3 separate regions of the Mus musculus genome follow, and all the other regions are linked to region 2. A link is a contact called in public HiChIP or PLAC-seq and promoter capture Hi-C data. All regions are on one chromosome and are shown on one strand. The core of a region is the stretch at or near the end of the contact, and the rest is flanking DNA. Distances in the headings are between cores, read along the strand shown.

Region 1 (3,661 bases), core at 429-2,928, 330 kb before region 2:
GTGGTAAATCCTAGCACTCAAAAGGCTGAAGCCTGCCAGCCTGGTCTACAGAGTGAGTTCCAGGACAACCAGGACTACACAGAGAAACCCTGTCTCGAAAAACCAAAAAAAGAAAAAAGAAAGAAAAAAAAAAAAAAAAAAAAAGGCTGAAGCCTGGCTACTAAACTAACTACAAAAACCAGCCTAGAGGCTCCTGCACAAGGGAGGCAGAGGCAGGTGGATCTCTGTGAGTTCCAGGCCAGCCAGGGCTACACAGAGAAGCCCTGTCTCAAATATGTGTAACAACAAAACACTTCTAGACCCAGAGCTTCTTAAAGATTTTGCTGGTTTGTTGGTAAAATGCTCTTCTCATTTCATTAAGCTCTGATTCAAAATCACTAAACAGACAGCTTTTAGGAGGCTAAGCCCTCTGCACCTGCTCCTTATATATGAGAAATGGAAAAGGAGGTCTGTAAAAAGCTAAGAAAAATATTGTAACAATAAATTCACACCACCCTCAAAGACCTCTACAAACCCAATTATCCTTATAAAATGGACTCTCTCAGCTCTAGTCGAGCAAAGGTCTAGTAAGGACTCTAAAATTGACAACAATAGTCCCAACTTCATTTTCAAAAACAGTAAGACAACTACTGAGCTTCCTCCTGTGCCTCCTCTCTACAGAGGAAGAGAACCGGCAGCAACAGGAGGCAGAATTCCAGCACTTAGGCGCACAGTAGAGCCAGGCCCTACAGTGAGTCAAAACAACTCATTTTCTCTTGTCACTCAAACACTTAAAACAAAACAAACCAAGTCAAAAACTTGGGAAGACAGGAAAGGGGGTTTTGGGTCACTAACGTAACTACACTCCTAATTCTCCCTACCTTTGCCTCCTATTCCAAGAGCACAACCAAGTGTAAAGTCCTCCTTTCAGATATTCACTCCTCCCTTTCAGTAGCCAATCTATCCATCTGATCTTCAGATAAACAAGGCAAGGGAGTAACCAGGGGACCTTATTTTCACCTTAACCTCAGACGTGTCCAGTCAGCTCCCAAAAGGGAAACAAAAATCAAAACTTGTCACTACTAAGAAAAACAGAAAACCAACCTTCAAAAGAACAGCTGACCCTCACCACCACCAGGCCAAGCAAACAATATGCCACTCGGAGCAAACCCCCCCCCCCCAAACCTCGACGCCTCTCTCCAATCCAGGGTCCCTCACCCACCTTGCTCCCGGACACCACCACCACAACCCAAGGGGTGGCAGCGGAGACGAAGAACAAAGAAGGCCCCCCAAATTTCACACAAACCCGCACATCCCGGAGCCGAATCCATTGTTTATGCCACCCCACCCCCACTCGAGCCGCACCCGTCCCCCCTTCCTCCTAGGAGCGACTGGAGGGAGCCCCGGGACCAGCACTCGCCCGGGGCTGGGCCAAGGCGCCCCCGCCCTCTCCGCCGCGGCCCACAGAGCCCACCCGGAGCAGTTCGGCCAAGGCAAGGCGGTGTGGGGGACGCGGATTGCCGACAGGACCCGGGCTGCTCTAGGGCCCCGGCGGATCCATCCTCAGCTCCATCTCCGCCCCCTCCTCCTCTGCTGCCTCCCAGGCTTCCTCCTCTCTTGTTGTCAGTTGGAATCAGCTGATCAGAGTGAACTTCTCCCAGCTCAGACCAACAGGAAGGCATGAACAGCGCAGCCCAGCTAGGGAGGAGCGGCCAGGGGCGGAGCGCGACGACGGGGAGCGGGAAGGGCGCTTGCGGCCTTTTGGGAGTTGTAGTTTTGGGGGGATTGTCGTTCTGCCCTACAGCCCTGAAATACAAGCTCCACATGACTACAATTCCCGATGGAAGCATCGTCGTTGCGAATAGGCGGGACAGACAAGCCTGAAAGCATTTCGGGACTTAGAGTCTCGGCCGGGGCTGAGGTTTTTGCAGGTTGCAGCGACTAGTTTAGGGCAGTGGCCCGGGAAGGAGTATTGTAAATTAAACAAAAGATATGATGTTCTATATAACCAGGAAATGGCACGGCACATTATTATTGTACATCTTTCCTTCAGAAATGCTCAAAGTGGAAAAATACCAGTAAACATTGAGAGGATATTACTATGCTTGAGGCTGTTTTGTTTTCCCTTCAAAGTTAATCAACTGTTAATTTTGTTCCAGCCTTATTCCTTTTCTGCCTTTTTCCATACATAGACATCATAACTTCTAATTTTTATATTGTGCAGAATAGTTACAGTACACACTCCAATAAAATTTAAGATAACAGTGTCTGTAATACTATTGTCTGATTTTTTTAATAATAGCTTTATATTTGTTTAGTACTTTCACTTTTTTCTCATTTATTTCTTGAGACAATATTGAGAGAAAATACAATGCATGGAAAAGATACTGGTCTGTAATGCCTAGGAAAACTAACTACATAGGTTGGTAGGGTAAATCACTCAGTCCTTCCATAAAATAAAGGAATTTTGCTGTGTAATTTCTGATGGCTCTGCCAATCTTAACATATGATTTTTATCTTGATAATGGTTAACCTGAGAGAGAAAACTAAGGTTAGGTTACTTGCCAAGGTACACAGCAAATTATTGACAACACTGGATAAGACCTCATCTTCTGATTCAAGAGGACACTCATAGATCTCAGGACATAATTAGATCAATAGTTAAGCCAAATCTACAAAATAGTGAATGAGCTATGTATACGGATTATATTGCTGAAAATTAACTCTTCATGACACAGAGCCAACAGCGGCAAACCTGGATGAACTTTTTATTTTTTTACCTGTACCACATCACCAACCAGGATAATAAGAACTAAGCCATCTACAATCACATTAAAAAGTGTTTACCAGAAATAAGATGGTGTATGGAGAAGAAGGGATTTTATAAAAGTTAAGCTAACAAGTTTTAAATAAGCCTGAGGTTGGTTGGCATGACAAAGGTTTTATCCCTAAGACTGCCTCTGTGGCTGTGTGTAGCTTTGCCAGATTATTTCATAACCTTGCTTATAAAGTAAATATATTGGTCTATGTGTGTCCCTCAAAAGAGATTGGCTGTCTGGCATACACAAGGCCCTGGGTTTGAGCCCCAGCACCATAAAAAATGGGGGTTTGATAGGAACAAACATTTAGCATTTTAAGTTTTATTTTGTGTGTGTGCATATGGGTGCTGGTACATATGCACATGAGTCAAGGGTGTGTTTAGGCCAGAGGTCAATCTTAGGCATTATTCCTTAAGAGCCATCCACCTTGTCTTGTTAGTTTTGGTTGGTTGGTTGGCTGGTTGGCTGGTTGGTTTGGGGTGTTTGTTTATTTGTTTGAGATCTCACTTAGCCTAGATGTTACCGAGATGGCTAGACTGTCTGGCCAGTGAGCCCCAAAGATCCTGTTTCTGTTACCCAGCACTGGAGTTATAAAAGTAAGTTACCATGCCTGGAATATGAAAGAATAGAACCAATAGAATACATACTTATTAAAATGGAGAGTTATTAGATTGGTGTCTTAGGGTTACTGCTGTGATGAAAGACCATGATCAAAAAGCAAGTTTGGCAGGAAAGGGCTTACACTTCTACACTGTAGTCTGTCACTAAAAGAAGCCAGAACAAGAACTCAAAAGGGTAGGAACTTGGAAAATTCAGATGCCATGGAGGGGTGCTGCTTACTGGCTTGCTCTCCTGTGACATCC
Region 2 (3,648 bases), core at 1,016-3,515:
TGTTGCTATAAAAACTCTCTGCTCCTAGAAATGCATTCATCATTAGCTTTCTCTGCTTTTTCATCCCCAGCGCTTTTCCTGCTCCTAAATAAGAAAATGTGGCCTGATTACTCTTGCAGTTTCTAAGTCAAATTTAAATATACCTTCTCCACAACCCCACGGGGAATAGGCAAAGCTGTGGTAATAGATTTTTAAGGAGGTCTATGCTCTCAAACACAAGGTCTTGGAATAAAGGCCTTCCGGTGGATCCCGGAGTGGACTTTGGAAATTTTGTACTTTGCCTTTTTGCTGTAACTCCTGCCATATCTCTTCTGTTTATTAACCTTCTGCCCTTTACAGAGCAAGCTCCAGAATCTAAAACTATGTAGCTTATTATTATGAGGTAGGGGTTGTGGGGAGGGAGAGCTGTCTATATTTTTAGTTGAGCTGAAATAAACTGCATATTTCTATCATCAAACTAAGTGGAAATTATTCCTCCAGTAACTATACATAACAATGAAGTGGGGTGGTTTTTTTCCCCCTAGTTATCTTCTGGAACCTTCTTCCCTTTTCTCTCATCCTCACCTTCCAATTTAGAAATACCCTCCCATTCAATTCAGTGACTCACAGAAAATCCATAAAAGGAAAGTGTGAAAGCCAAAATAACTCCAGAGATGGCTGAATCATTTCACTGAAGGAAAAGATCACGCACTGACCAAGATAAGATGGAAGTCAGGACAGAAGACCTGAGCTAGCATCTTATAACATGGGAAGTAAATAAGCAAATAGGAAGGGGCCTGGAGAGGCTGCAACATCCCAGCATCCTTTTACACAGCCTTTCAATGCCTCGCCAGCAGCCTCCTTCCCTAGCCTTGATGCTGTGCTGTAGTACCAATTTTAGAGCAAGTCAGAAGGCAATTAATGTCCTAGCAGATCGGAAACAATAGCGTCATAGGAGGGCATGGCCATTATTATGGTGCTCTGGATAATAATGGCCCTTGCACAGCCACAGTGATGAGGTGCCATACAGAACATAGAATTAGGGCAGTCTCGAGAAGGGGACTCGACCACTAAGTTTAGGAACTCAGACTGCTATCACAAAAGTTGGTGAATAATTGCCACAAAGGTCAGCCACTCATTATCTCAACCACTAAAAACAAGCTTTTGTCCTGGGTCGCTCCTACCCATCTACTTCCCAAGGTTCCCCTTTGTAAAATAAGAGGAAAATTAAAATAAATGTGTACAACCAGCAGGAAGAAGAAAAGTTGAAAGAAGGAAGGCTTTAAGATGCACACTTAGAACTAACCAAGGGTGTTGGGTTAACAAAACTGCTCGAAGTCTTTGGTTTTATCCACATGGGGTTAGCCTGCTACCATTGCCCCTTGCTTCGCCTCCCTGCTCTGTGTACTTCTCCAGCACTCCCAGCCCCCCACAGGGCCTCTTAGAAATCAAGAGCCCTGGAGCCTGCTTGTCTGCAGCTCTGTGTTTGGTATGGCTGCCTGTGGAGGTTGCTGTAGATGCTATCTGTTCAGAACCTCTTGATTCAGACCATGATGGCAGGTATGCTAGCGGCAAATGTGACTCTAATGTGACTCAAATGTGACTCTACCAACTGAGTGCAAAATGGGGGACTCACTGTGGTACCCTGATATCTGAGGGGTACAGTAGAAGCCCAGGCCTTCATGGGCTCTAAGGCATTTCCTCTCTACCTTCTTCTTACAGAGCAACATTCAACACTCAAGTCTCCGTTCATTTCTTTTTCTTTTTCTTTTGTTTAGTTTTGGGTTTTGTTTTGTTGTTGTTGTTTTTGATTGTTTGTTTGGTTGGGTTTTTTTTTTGTTGTTGTTTTGGGCATTTTTTTTTTTTTTTTTTTGCTTTTGGTTTTTATTTTATTTATTTGCTTGTTTGTTTGCTTGCTTTTTGGTCTAAAGAGCCAAATCCCACCTTCGATAAGCTCTATGTCTTGCCTGTGGAAGTCTTCAATCCTCCGATCCCCCTTTTCTAGACACAATTCCAGTTCCAGATGGGCTAGAGAAGTAAGTTGCGGTGGGAGCAGACCAGGGCCAGAGTTACCTGCCGCCCCGCCAGCCACTGGAGGCAAGATTACTGATAAGAAGTAGTTAACAAGGTGGAAAGAGTTAGGAAGAAAAGAGGGGCTTGGGGAGGAGAAAGACCTGAGGAAAGAAGAAGAGAAAGCAAGAGAGAAGCCGCCATGAGAGACAGAAAACTGGTCTGGGAGCCCAGGAGAGCGCTGAGCCAGCCCTCCCCTCCGGAGGCTGCCCCCTCCCAGTGCTGCCTGTGGACTTTACACTGGCTTGCTTAAGTGCACTGATAGGTAAAGTGCAGTGTCTGCCACTCACTCGTTAAAGGAAAAAAGTGCCTGGGATGCATTCTATAAGGCTCTTGTTCCGTATCTTCTTGGGAAGCCTCCCCAAGTTCAAAGACTGCTGCTCTGGCAGCTGGTCAGAGCTGACAAAGGAAGGACAGATTTATGTAGCCAAGCCAAGGACATGTCTTCATAAAGGTGACCTCTGGCTGAACACAAGGCAAAAGATGATTTTACCATCCCAAGCAGAAGAACTTCTAATAGATGGAAGTGCCAAGCCGTTTTTCCCGTGCTGGAACTGAGCACTGTGGCTTCAAAGTTCAAGACTGGTTTGTGGATGAGAAGGCAAAGTGGGGGAGAGTGTGGAAGGGGCCGTTCTCATGGGCAGAGCTGTTTGCTTTTCTGTTCCAGATGCCTGGGATTTTTTTTTAAAGATGTATTTATTTTATGTATATGAGTACACTGTCACTCTCTTCAGACACACACCAGAAGAGGGCATCCGATCCCATTACAGATGGTTGTGAGCCACCATGAGGTTGCTGGGAATTGAACTCAGGACCTCTGGGAGAGCAGTCAGTGCTCTTAACCACTGAGCCATCTCTCCAGCCCCTGTGATTTTTTTTTTAATGCCATACCATGCCTTACTAGTAAATACTCATTTTCATCCTCAAGAAAAATGATGTGCTTATAGTGTGCTTATTTATAAAATGGGTAAGGTGTCAGCTCATAATGCTGCCATTGTGCTATTGAAAGGGGGCCCTAGTTACTATCACCAAATCTCTGGGCGGACCAGCTATTCTTCTACAGCAGGGAGTGGGCCAAGCAAAGTACTTAGCACCATTTAAAGGTTTGTCCATCCCTGTTTTACATGCGTGCAGAGAGTTTCCTGGAAACATGGCTATTTTCCAAAGATTGCTCAAGCAGAATGCCTTTGAGAACTCTCAAACCCCAGCCACATGGAGCCTTACAAGAGAGTAAATTTAAACTTGGACCCTTCTTGCTTTGTTTTGAGACCTGTTCTCACTATGTAGGCCAGACTGTCATAGTTTAATGGCAGTTTAATGACACTTCTCCCTTAGCTGCTTAAGTATTGGGACTGCAAGGTATGTACCACTTGAACTTATGCCCTCTTGAGCCTAACACTCACCCACACCATAGTCATTAATAATTTTGGTTCTGCCATTTACAAACTAACTGTACCTGTAGGAAAGTTCCAGTTGATTAATTAGGAAAGTTGCTAAATCTCCCTAAGCTTCAGTTTCTTGTTTACAAAATGAAATGTGTGTCTGGTATCTTTAGCTGTCTAACAAATCACCCTACAACTTACTAGCTTAAAACATTTA
Region 3 (3,405 bases), core at 432-2,931, 390 kb after region 2:
CATAAGTACATAGGATTTCGGGCAGCATTGGGAGTATTTACAGATTGTGGAACAGTTTGGGGTAGGACGTTTTGGGCTGGGAGTGGTCTGAGAAGATAAATGAGTGGTTGGGAGTCTCCAGAGACAAGGTTTACATCCAGGGATGATGTTTGTGTTCTGCCAAACAACTAATTGAGTAGCAAGCCTAACAACTTACTACGTGCTGATAAAAGCTTGTGTTTATTTTAGGAATTTTTTTTTAAAGACAAGAGTCTGTTAGGTAGCTTGCTATGTAATCCAGGCTGGCCTGGAACTCAAAGATATCCACTTGGCTGTCTGCCTCCGAGTGCCAGTGTTAAAGGCCTGTATCCCCATTCTGGGCTTATACTTTGGAGAACTAATAGATATAAACATCACTAAGAGTTTCACTGATGAAAGTGAGTCGGAGTGGTCAGGGCAGAACACTGATCAGTACTCTAGGGGCTCTGAGGTCAATCCCCAATGGTACCTTCCCACAACAAGCCCCAAGTAATCAAGCTCCAGAAAGCTATAGGATTAAGTAAATTAACCAATGGTTATAGACATGACTATTCCAGATATACTGATGTATCACATTTGTTTTCTTAATTTTCTCAACCTTTAGAAAAATAAAACTGGAGATGTTTTCTGAGTATGACTTATGACCACTTTTTTTTTTTACAGTCAATATATTTTAGAGGCAAAACAAATTAGCAGCCACTAAATCAAATTTTGCAGCGTTCTAACCTTGTTTTACATACTTTCTCTGGACCCCAGTTTTTCTTTCTGAACAGTTCTTCATCTCTTCATATAGTGGTAACTGGTAAATCTTTGTTTTTTAATCCTTTCTTAAATTTTAGGATTTTAGCTCCTAGTAAACATCTCCTTGCCACCCCAAGATTTTTGTCCCAGATACTGTGTAGGCCAGTTGTCCTTGTCATGGCCATCCTCAAATGGGATCACAGTCATGCTTCTCAGTGCGCAGGACAAACTGTATCGAGGAAATGTTTTCTCCCGGAACATTTTGTACCAAAACTATGACTCCCTAGCTCATCCAGACTCCTGGCTTATCTCTAACTTGAAAATGAGCGCCTTCAGAGAACATTATATCTCACAGGCACTATCTTTAGTCCCCTACTCTTCCACACCGCATCATGTTTTGTTGTTGTTGTTGTTTTTTGTTTTTTTGGACAAGGTCTCAACTATGTAGCCCTCGTTCACCGGGAACTCCTGGAGTACTGGGATTGCTGGAGTTACAGGCGTGTGCCACCACTGCAGATCTTAAGTTTCATGCAGTCAAACTCGAAAGTTTCAACAAGAACTATTATCCAGCTTGGAACTTAGTTATCTGAGCCCTCAGTCAGTGCATCCAAGATCTCTGGAGAATTCTTAAATGTTTCTAACGCTGTACGTGTGCCTAAATTCACACCCAGTCCTAGGGGCAATGCAAGGCTTGATTTCCAGGTCCCTCTTTGGGCCATGAACATTTCAGGTGCTCTTCATGGGCTTTTGGTGTTTCGGGAGCTGTCACAGGTCCTCAGCTCCGGAGAAAGCTACCCTCCACCCCGCGCCGTCTCACCCATCCCAGCCGCCGCGGCCCCTGCTGAACAGCTCCGCTCAGCGGGAAGGCAGTGACGTCACGGCTAGACTGCACTGACCTGGTTTCAGATTTCGCGGACCTGAGAACCCTGAAGGGCAGACAGGAGGGGACGGGGCGCTGCGGTTCCTCGGCCGGGAGGGAACCCTGTGTGTGTCTCGGGCTGTGTATGCGTGTGTATGTAGCGGGGAGCGAAGGATCGCTCTCAAGCAGCGGCCCAAGAGTCAGCGCCTCCTCCTGAGAAACACCCGCGGGCGGAGAAGAAAGCGAGTGGGTATGTTGATGGGGGGCGGCCAAACTTCCTGTCCCGCTCTGGAGCTGCTTCCGGCGGGAGCCGGAAGACGCCGTGTGTGGACGGGATTCGGGGCTGACTGACGGACGGACGGCTGCCCGAGACTGGAAGGTGAGCTCCAGGCTAGTGTAGCCACCCCCGCTCGGGTAGGTGGTCCCGCCGAGAAAGGAAGCCACTTATGGGGTCTGGGGATCTAGAGCCGGGTTCGCCCCCGAAGGGCGCAAGGAAGCCGTCCCCCCAGACTCCCCCAGGCGTCTAGCGGGCGGGGAGCGACCGGTCCGAAGCCCGGCGGCTGCGGCCCTAACCCCTTTGGGGATCTGGGGCGCACCGTTTCTCCTCCTTTGCTTGTTCTTGAGGGAGGGAGCTTGGAGACCAGCCTGCCCCCCCAGAACGCGGGAGTCAGCGAGTCCCCCGGGCGGAGGCTCCGGACTGCACCCGCGGCTGGGCCCGCCCGCAGACCTAAGGGCCTTCGGCTGAGGCCTTTGTGCTGGCGGGAAGGGTTGACAGCGGTGCCCTGCCCGCGTTTCACCCAGGGCTGCCGGCACCTTTCCTGGGTCCACTCTCTGCCTTGGGCTGGAATAGGGAAGGGACGTCTGCGGACCAGAGCCGGACCTCTGGGGTCTCCTTTGCCTGTCACCTCAGGCCCGTGTGTGGGCAGCGAGTGTTTGCAGCCAGGATGTGTTTTGCTCGTTCAACTTGTTCTCTGAAGTTTCTCAAAAGAAGACGATCCAATTAGTTTATTAAACTTTATCTCACTTGCTCATGAGGCTCTGAGATGTACTTAGGAACCATTTGGGAGTGAAATATTATTGATTTGGGGTTAAGAGTTCATACATTTACATTACATTAGACACAAAGATCAGTGGAACATATGTAAAGAGAATAAAACATAGTTTGAGGTCAAAACGCGCAATTCTGGGTGTTTGGCGTTGAGAAATTACACTTTGTGGCAGATACAGGGCAGCCAAGCATCAGAAAATGTGGTTCTAATTTGAGCTTTGTATCCCAGTAGGTGTCAAATTTAGGTAAATCCCACAATTTCTAAGGTTTTTTTTGGGGGGGCAGTGGGGGGAGGAGTATGTCAGTGAAGAGGTTTACCGTTAAGGGCTGGCCATTATTCTGAGATACTAAACTGCATATGGAGAGTGACAAGCAGAAAGATACTGAGAAATCTAAACAGCATCACAGGAGTCACTTTGGGGTCTGGTTATTATTAATTGCTGGGATTATTAAAACATGTAGGATGAGAGGCACTGCTAGGTAAAATTTGCAGCTGAGTGGGAAGATTGGGCAATAAATAAAAGATAATTCAAGAAGAACAGGTTTGGTAGGGGAGATGATAATCCGTGTTTAGACATGGTTTGGTTTGACATGCTGAGGATATATATGCAGAATTAGTCCATAAGCAGTTAATGAAAGTTTGGAATTGAAAAGTCAGAGTGAAGGGGTAGGGAATTGGGTATCATTTGTCATGTTATTTATCCTCTGAATTATTGTCTGAATATTTATCCAGTGCTCA

The links. Promoter capture Hi-C pulls out the DNA fragments that hold promoters and counts their contacts. HiChIP or PLAC-seq counts read pairs in DNA pulled down with a chosen protein or histone mark.
Region 1: an H3K27ac HiChIP or PLAC-seq map of hepatocytes shows a contact between it and region 2, with 3 times the contacts expected there. The contact joins the promoter of Zfyve1 here to the enhancer-like site in region 2. A contact is called at or near these places in 1 of 39 promoter capture datasets (pre-B cells), 2 of 484 Hi-C or Micro-C datasets (embryonic stem cells and uterus), 6 of 115 datasets of contacts at active chromatin or transcription factors (the SCID.adh cell line, effector CD8 T cells, embryonic stem cells and 2 more) and 2 of 9 other capture datasets (adipose tissue and liver).
Region 3: a contact with region 2 is called in a promoter capture Hi-C map of liver, with 4 times the contacts expected there. The contact joins the promoter of Zfp410 here to the enhancer-like site in region 2. A contact is called at or near these places in 1 of 39 promoter capture datasets (liver), 1 of 484 Hi-C or Micro-C datasets (embryonic stem cells) and 3 of 115 datasets of contacts at active chromatin or transcription factors (embryonic stem cells, intestinal villus epithelium and memory CD8 T cells).

The regions. Positions count from the first base shown.
Region 1 is chr12:83,595,544-83,599,204 of GRCm38.p6, forward strand. It overlaps Zfyve1 (zinc finger, FYVE domain containing 1), which reads right to left and starts at 1,679. Exons shown (of 12, transcript NM_183154.4): 1 at 1,454-1,679.
Region 2 is chr12:83,923,061-83,926,708 of GRCm38.p6, forward strand. The region is part of intron 1 of Gm31386 (a long non-coding RNA gene); the gene reads left to right. Among named protein-coding and RNA genes, the nearest start is that of Gm31386, 3.0 kb to the left of the region's middle. Within about 2 kb of position 2,266, at least 16 of the 459 cell types and tissues checked have an H3K27ac peak or open chromatin away from gene starts, as enhancers often do. A contact at or near this core is called in hepatocytes, intestinal villus epithelium and liver, where this site is marked.
Region 3 is chr12:84,315,178-84,318,582 of GRCm38.p6, forward strand. Zfp410 (zinc finger protein 410) reads left to right here and starts at 1,682. Exons shown (of 12, transcript NM_144833.4): 1 at 1,682-1,997. Ptgr2 (prostaglandin reductase 2) reads left to right here. Exons shown (of 10, transcript NM_029880.3): 10 at 1-655.